2 separate regions of the Mus musculus genome follow, and region 1 is linked to region 2. Evidence: chromatin contacts called from public Hi-C data. All regions are on one chromosome and are shown on one strand. Each heading gives the region's core, a stretch centred on a gene start, on an enhancer-like site or on the middle of the called end of the contact. The rest is flanking DNA. Distances are from core to core; before and after follow the strand shown.

Evidence for each region. A called contact is a pair of places that touch in the nucleus more often than the background predicts.
Region 1: a Hi-C map of regulatory T cells shows a contact between it and region 2, with 4 times the contacts expected there. The contact joins the enhancer-like site here to the promoter of Clec11a in region 2. A contact is called at or near these places in 2 of 39 promoter capture datasets (3T3-L1-derived adipocytes and cranial neural crest), 5 of 484 Hi-C or Micro-C datasets (CD4 T cells, embryonic stem cells, muscle stem cells and 2 more), 2 of 115 datasets of contacts at active chromatin or transcription factors (embryonic stem cells and memory CD8 T cells) and 2 of 9 other capture datasets (adipose tissue and liver).

What each region holds. Positions count from the first base shown.
Region 1 is chr7:44,403,892-44,408,013 of GRCm38.p6, forward strand. No RefSeq gene overlaps it. Among named protein-coding and RNA genes, the nearest start is that of Syt3, 22 kb to the left of the region's middle. Within about 2 kb of position 1,775, at least 262 of the 459 cell types and tissues checked have an H3K27ac peak or open chromatin away from gene starts, as enhancers often do. A contact at or near this core is called in adipose tissue, memory CD8 T cells and regulatory T cells, where this site is marked.
Region 2 is chr7:44,305,532-44,309,639 of GRCm38.p6, forward strand. It overlaps Clec11a (C-type lectin domain family 11, member a), which reads right to left and starts at 1,428. Exons shown (of 4, transcript NM_009131.3): 1 at 1,088-1,428; 2 at 742-943; 3 at 298-489. The coding sequence starts at 1,234. It also overlaps a transcript of Shank1 not described here.

The DNA of each region.
Region 1 (4,122 bases), core at 525-3,024, 99 kb after region 2:
CCAGAAGAGGGCGTCAGATCTCATTATGGATGGTTGTGAGCCACCATGTGGTTGCTGGGATTTGAACTCAAGACCTTTGGAAGAGCAGTCAGTGCTCTTACCCGCTGAGCCATCTCACCAGCCCGGTACATATCTTTAATTCCAGCACTCCGGTGGCAGAGGCAGACACATATCTGTGAGTTCAAGGCCAGCCAGGGCTACGTAGAAAGACCCTGTCTCAAAAACAAAACAAAGCAGGGTAGAAGGCAATTGAAGAAGACACACAATGTCAAGCTCTGTCTTTCATGTACGTGCTGTGGCATGAAAACACACACACACACAATGTTAAACATGTTAAGTGCATAGAAATATGTCCAATATTGTATATCATCAGCAAATTTCAAATTTTAAAACAATAAACGCCATGCCCAAGGCAACTCTTATAAAGGGAAGCGTTTAACTAGGGGCAAGCATTTTTGAGGGCTAGTTCATTATCATCATGGTGACATTGCACTGGAGCAATAGCCAAGAGCTTTATATCCATAAACAACAGGCAGGGGGTGGGGGAAGGCCTCAAAGGCCAAACCCAGCGACATACCTCCTCCAACAAGGCCACACCTCCTACCCTTTCCCAAAGAGTTTATCAACTGGGGACAAAGCTTGCAAATCAATGGGCCATGGGGCCATTCTCACTCCAACCATCCCAGTCCCAAATCTAACACATCAGTATCACCAAATGCTTGCAAGGATACAAAGTGCCACAGGCACTCCTTTGCTGTGGGTGGGAACGCCAAGTCACAACCTGTTTTTGAAGATACTTTGACCTTTTTCTTACAAGAACTAAGTGCACTCATAGCATCTGGAGCCTCAATCCTGCTTCTTGGCATTAACCCAGAAGAGTTAAAAACATGTTAGAGTGTTTGTAACAGCTCTATTCATTATGACCAGGGCGGAGAGGCAACAGTAACAAAAAATGTATTAGCTACTCTACACTGCTGGGACAAAACTGGGGACCAAAGCAGTTGAAGGAAGGAAGGAAGGAAGGAAGGAAGGAAGGAAGGAAGGAAGGAAGGGAGGGAGGGAGGGAGGGTCCATTGTTACGGTTTGGGAATACAGCAAACCCTGGCAGGGAAGTCTGGGTGGTGGCAGCTTGGAACAGTGAGTCACCTAGATAACCCCTCCCGGGCATGGCTAGAGTCTTATTTCCTTGGTGATTCTAGATCCTGTCAAGATCATCCAACACAACACTATGTTAATGTGGTCTCACCAGTTGAAACAAATGTCTCCTATTGCTATGAGGATATTAATAATAGCGGAAGTTGGGGGGAGGTGTTGAGAGGCGAATGAAACTCTCTGTACTGTCTGTCACTAGACTTTTTTTTTCTAAAAGCTTACAATTGGTAATTTTAAAAATTTTTATTAATAGAAAAGAAAATCATAGATAACAACTGTTAGGCAAAACAAAGATAGGTGTCTAGACCTAGCTAAGGTGTCTACTCTGAGTGGGCACATTTGGTCACATGGTTATAAAAGATAACAATAATGCCATCTTTTGCATGTTTAAGGACTTGAGAACAGGTTCCTGACTTCCTGGACACACGGGTTTCTCCTTTCCGGTTATAGTCCGCAAAGCCTCTGGGTGCTAGCCAGAAGAGAGGGCGCCAATGGCCAGCGGATCTCTGATGATGCCATCAGTCACCAAGGTTTTAAGAGCCAGGCGTTCTTTGGTGTCCTCTAACCGGAGGCGCGGGAACTTGCGTGTAAGAAAGCCAGCCCAGTCAGCTGACTCAGGCCGAATTCCGGTGTCATGGCCGACGCTCCTCGCACTCCCTTGGAGACTCTAAGTCACACTGCCCTGCTCCCTAGAGGAGAGAGGAAAAGTACTGAAAGGAAGCAGCCAAATTCTTTGACATCCAATCAGAAGCAGGCATGAAGCCAAGAGTTGCCCAATCAGATTAGCGGAAATAGCGAAGGAGTCTCCTGGAAGCAGAGTTGCCATGACAACGCGAGTTTCTAGGGTTCTCTGCTTGCGCCTAGCGCTTGGCAACGCATGGCCACCTCCCTGATGAAATGCAGCCAATAAGAGGGACCCATTTTGTGACGTCAGTAGTTGCCAAGCCGGCTTGCAGAAGCACGCGAGCCGCCCCCTCCCCTCAGAAAAACATAGGTTGTTGCGCATGCGCCCATGCTCTCATGGGCTTGTTGGAGACAAAAGGCGGGAAAATGTGTGAGATGAGGAGTGACGTGAGAGGCCAGATAGGGACAGCCAGACCAACTACCCGACTGATTGGTGGCACTCTAAGAAAAGGCTCAGGAAAGTAGGTGGCCTTTTAAAAGTCCCATTGAGGGACAGAAGTACAGAGAGACCATAAGACACAGACTGAGAGAAACAGCTATTCAGGGTCACAGACCTCCCACATGCTCAGCTCACAGGAACCCAAGGCCTAAACTACAGCCAAGGAGAAGCAGGAGGTGACAGGGAGACAATGATAGCATCCGGGAAACATCAGAGGCCAGGAGATGGTGGTTGTACTGAGAAAGGTCAGATGGGGTTGTTAGGAAGATGGAAGGGACAGAGATAGAAGGATGGGTCAGAGTCAGATGGAGGGCCCTGAGGTAGGGTCTGAGGACAGGGTCAGGACAGAGACGAGAAAGGATGGAGTCAGACATGGTATTGATAGGAACAGAGAGGATAGAGTTAAAGGAAGCAGAGAAAGGAACGTGGTGGATGTGTTAGCACCAGACCTGGGACAGCTGAGACAAAGGTTCCCAGGCCAAGATAGAGACAAAGAGCTCTAGGAATAGTGTCCAAGGGAGCACACACAGACTGACAGAACAGACTAAGACCAAGGAGACAATGATAAAGGGGAAGGAGATAAATGAGCAGATATAGAGGAGACGGTGGCAGTCACAGAGACAGGGAAGACAGGCCAGAGGTGATAACGGTGTGGAGGACAGGAATAGAGAAGGTGGCCGTGATAAAAATGGGGGCCATGGTGACAGGCAGAGAGTGAGCAGGGAAAAGACAGGGAAGACGCTGGAGAGCCAAGACAATAGCTGAGGAGTGGGGCAAGACATGGGAGAGGGCAGCAAACTTGGAGAGAGAGACAGAGAAACAGAGACAGAGAGAGGTTGAGAAAAAGGGGAGAGGAAGGAGGAGAGAAGAGAGCAAGGGTGTGGGCAGAGTCAGCAGCAGGTAGCACCTGGTCTAAGAGGTGGGCAGACATCATTGGAAAGAACATGACCCAGGTACACCAGGAAAGATGGACACAAAGAGACGAGTCACAGAGAGGAGGACAATCAGAGAAGAAATGAGACGAGGGTGACAGACAAGAGCAAAATAGTGAGCAGAGAGCAGAGACCCTGGGAGAACAAAATGTGTGTGTGTGTGTGTGTGTGTGTGTGTGTGTCCCAACAAGACCCACCTTTCAGCCTGATGGCAGACCCCTAGATGAACCAAGAATCAGGTGAACCCGAGACTCTTCTCTGAGTCACTTTGGTAAGTTGTCACCTTAATTTGCAGTTGTGATGTGAAAGTTCTCCACCCAGCTTCTAGATTTGTGACAGTATTTCTGATCCTCTGGTCTCTTCCTCCGGCCCACACAGTGATGTGAAGAAGCATGTGGGGAGGGGGAGGGGGAGGGGTGTTTTCTTGTTGATTTATTCACCAAACATTGACTATGTATAATGATATATGTCAGACATTATGGGAACTTTGGAGAGAGCAGGAGATAAAACAAGTGACACTTTTAACCTTGCTGGGGACAGATGAGCACAGAATGTCAACTAGGGTGGGTTAAGAAAAATCAAGCAAAGCTGAGAAGAAGGAGGAATTGAAGTTGCTGATAATGGCTGGCTAGGTGATTCAGACCAGTGTTGCCGCCCAGTAACTAAAAATGCCAGGCAAGGTTTCCCTTTAACTAAGAGTGCTGAAGGTCTCACAGGATGTATCACTGTAACTAAGAAGAAATCAAAGCAGGTTTACCCTGTAGGCATTATACAAATATTTGACCATTTGGACTTTTATTTTCAACTGGATCTTAGAGAATAGGAGATAAAGTCCAGGGCCCTGTACCCACCCAAGGCAGCATTCACATCCAGCTGAGGTAGCAATGGCTGTGCCCTCAGGTACAAAGGGAACCA
Region 2 (4,108 bases), core at 178-2,677:
AGGGTGGGGCCAAGGGGAGCCTCGTTAGAGCAGTAGTGTGTTAGTGAAGTGGAGCCAGGGCCTTCGGGGGCGTGGCCAGGGTGTAGGCGGTTCCAGACTATGGGTGGGGCTTTCAGGGTGTGGCACAGGTTGGAGCAAGAAAAGTCTCACCCACCTCACAATCCATCTCTAGATGTGCCAGCACCTCCCAGTTCTATGTGGACCCTCTGGTATCCTGATACCCGTTTTCTCCAGGTCTTCAGACCTCCATGGGTCTCCTCCTCCCACCTAGGCCCTCTTTGTGCTGCTGAGACTCACCCTCCAAGCGGCCGTGCTCCTGCTCAGCACGGTCCTGGACCTCCTTCAGGGCTTGCACTGAGTCGCGGGTGTCACTCGCAGCATCCCGCAGCTGCCGCAGCCCCTGGGTCAGCTCAACCACACGGGTGTCCAAAACGTGCAGACGGACGTGCAATTGGTGTAGGCCTGCATCGAGGCTGGCCAAGCGGCCCACTGTGAAAAGACAGAAGGCACAACTAGAGGCACAATTAAGGGCTCTAAGGACATGGAGGGCACGGCCCTCAGACTCCCAAAAGCGGATTGGATGAGGCGATCTGTGGGATGTGTGACCATGTCTATGAAGTTCAGTGGGTTAAACTCTTGACAGGCAGACACATCTGGGGACCTTGGGCCCCTTTGATGTGTCTGGCCTCCGAGTTGGGTCAGTGCTTGACAGACAGGCCACCCTGGCTTCTGAATACTCACAGATGTAAGTGACAGTGTCCTCTGGTGTGGGAGAAGGGCTGGGGAAAGGGTTGGGACTAGAAGAAGGTGCTGTGGTGATTTCCTCTTCCTCTTCTTCCCCTTGAGTCTCTGTGGTCTCCCAGACCTCTTTGTCTTCAGGGTTTTCAGCAAGATTATCCTCATTTCCCACCCCAGTGGGCAGCCCTAGGGCCTCCTGGAGATTCTGGGTCAGAGAATGCATGTCAGTTTCCTTCCCGCCTACCCTCTCAGCTCTTTTCTGAACCCATTGTTCCATCTAAACCCCCTTACTTTTCTTTACCCATCTGAACACTTCATCTCAAGCCCACAGTGCCCCTCCAACACTCACCTTCAACATCTGTGACTCCCGCTCTCTCTCCTCCTCCAGGGCACCTCCCCAGCCTCCCTCCCACTCCCTCCCAGGACCTCGGGCTCCATGACCAAAACTCAAAAGCTGAGGGACCACTAGGGCCCCCAAGAGCCAGGCTGCCTGCATCCAGCTGGGCTTCCCAGCACCCAAATAGTAGAGAGGTCAGAATGCCAGGGGTAGGACTGCTGTATAGACCTAGCAAGTGTCCCAGTCTGGTGGGCAGCTCACAAGCCCCTTGGACCTTCTTTCTGCCAGGCTTTCTCTTCTGCCTTCCCTCCTGATCTGCTCTGTCTCAACTTTTGATCTCCTCAGCTTCTCTTGGTGAGTCTCCCCGCCCCTATTGGCTTCCAGGAGGCTCTGCCTCTGTGGCCGGAAACCTCCAACGTTCCAAAGCCTGATCCCGCCTTGGGTCTACCCACACCCACCCCTTGCCACTTTCCAGACCTCTGCTTCTGCCCTCTTTCCTCCCTTTTGCAAGTACAAGCACTTATATGGATAAAAGGAAGATGGGGAAAGTTTTCCAGGGCATCCTTGGTACTGGTAGGCCTCAGCCTTGGTCCAGGAGTCTTCTCAGAACAAAGCAGGCTATGATAGGATGCCAGCTTTGGACTGTTCACTTCTCTCTGTCTTGGCCATTCCTGAGGAGGGGGCACACTGCAGAGAGTATGCTAAGGTTGCTATTATCCTGTGGTCACCGCTGACCACACAGCCTAATGAAGGGGACTCTTCTAACATTCTCAGGCTCCGGGGCTCTCCCATCCTCTACCCAGATGGCCTGTCCTGGCCCTACCAGCCCTTGTATGTGGTGCCTGCTTGTGGGGATATGTGTGAACAGCATGCATGTGTGCTGCTTAAAAGGTGTAACTACAAGATTCTCCTGCAGGCCAGGCCCTGAGCAGGTTGATGCTGGGGTGGGAGGGGTGGTAGTGAGCCCAGTGGTTCCCCCATCAAGGGAGGAGAAGGGTTGACAGTCAGAGCAGGTATCTCCAGTATGTATACTAACCAAGCACTGGCCGTGAGTAGAGAACCCTCTGCAAGCTGCCTTATCCCAGCCTAGACCACTGCAGTGGCCTCCCCTTACTCTCCCTCCTTCTACAGAGCCCCTCCAATCTGGGCTGCTTGCCTGCCGCAGCCAGAGCAATCCTTCCAAACCATAAATCAGATCACATTACTCCCCACGCCCCTGCCTCCTCACCTTCCCATCAGAAGCAGGAGAGAAGCCAAACCGCGGTCTCCTCGGTCCTCAGTGCAGCCTGCAGGGCTGGGGCCTGGGAGAGAACCGTTTTTTCTGCAGTCTCACCTCATCTCCCCTCACCCTCCATCACCACTCTGTCCTTCCTAGCCTTTTCCTCCTTCTGCAAACTCTTCCCTCAGCTCTTTCTCATTACTGAAGCCTCAGCTCTGCCCACCATGTGAGATGCTTTCTCAAAATGCCCCCTTTTCTTCTAGGTATGGTCCAACCAGTATGGGCTTGTTTATTTACATCTGTCTCTTGCAGACCAAGGCATAGATTTTGGGGCTACTTCTGTATCCCCAAATCAAAGCAGGACTTCCTAGCACCTAGTTGGTACTCAGTTAAACTGATGAATAAGACCAATGTTACAGCAGCTTGGTAAAAGGCCTTAAAAATCAGACTTTTGTGTTTAGGTTGCACCGGAGTTCTCAAGGTGTCTGCCTGAGTGCAGGCGCTGAGGGCAGTGGAAGGTTCCAATGCCAGGAGAGTAGATGGCCATGCCTTACCCACACCATGCCAGGCTCATGAGTCCTGCAGAGCTTTAGTCCCGCAGGTCCTGCCAATTCATGAGCCAAAGATCTAGGGGCCCAGGGTTTGCAAGGAAAAAGCAAAGAAGCTCAGAGAGGAGACATGGCAGCCGTATGGAGGTCACAGGTGTGGCATCATGTACCAAGGCTGCTGGCTCCAAGCAGGTACCTCACATCTGCCCTCAGCTGCTGTGAGTCCCATGAGGGGCCTTGTAAAGGAACACACCAGTTTTCAAGAAAGCCTAGTACGCAGAGGGCAGAGTGACCTTGGGCAGCCAACTGATTCTCGGAGCCTCTCGGATGCTCATCTGTAGCACGGAGGTCTCTCTTCGGAAGCTGGAGACCTCCATATAATGCAGAGGGGCTTTGTAAACTGCAGAATGCCTCATAGCCGCTCAGTGTATGTACCAGCACCAGCAGCTGTTCTCCATGGGCGCAGCTGCTCGGCACCTGGGTGGGTGCATCAAGATGAGGGCCTCTCTAAGCTGGGTACCAACTCCAGTTTATCCCAGGATGCCCCAGAGAAGCTGCAGCTGAAGACAAACTCAGAAACTATCTAGAACAACCCTCTGTAGGAGCTGGTGTTCCCTAGTGGCCCTGGGGACGCTGCTGGGCAAAGTGGAAGTCATGGCTGAAGAGGGCTGAAATATGCTGAATGAATCTGCCTTCCTCTGTGAATGTACCAGGTAGGAGAAAGCTGACTACCTGCACACAATTAGCTTTGTGTGTCCATGTGTGTGAAATTGGAGGCGTTATAGAATGCAGAAGGGTATACATCTTCAGGTATGTTCTTTGAAACACCATAGCAGGCCTGTGGAGAAGATGGAGACAGCCTTCTGTGTTCTTCACCCTTGATACCACCTCTTTATAGCTGGGTGGCCTGGGCCAAATTACTTAGCCTTTCTGTGTGCTTTGACAGGAAAGAAGTCACTGAACCTGGCACCTATAGTATACTCAAGGATAGCTGGGGGGGTGGGAGGTGTGCTGTGGGCAGGGTGTACAGGCAAACAGGCAAAAACACCTGTGATGACCAGTGGAGTGGGTGAGCTGGCTCGGACAGCACACAGGTCTGTCTACCGTGCTTCTTGTAGGTAGATCTAAGTATGTAGTTGGAGTATGGTGTAGGTCAATCTTGCAGGGTGCTGTCGGTATGCTGTGGCACAGGGGTGTGACATTGTGCATGAAGCTGGGTGTGTGTCTCTGGTTGTGTGTACTGGGCAAGCATGCCCTAAGGAGTAG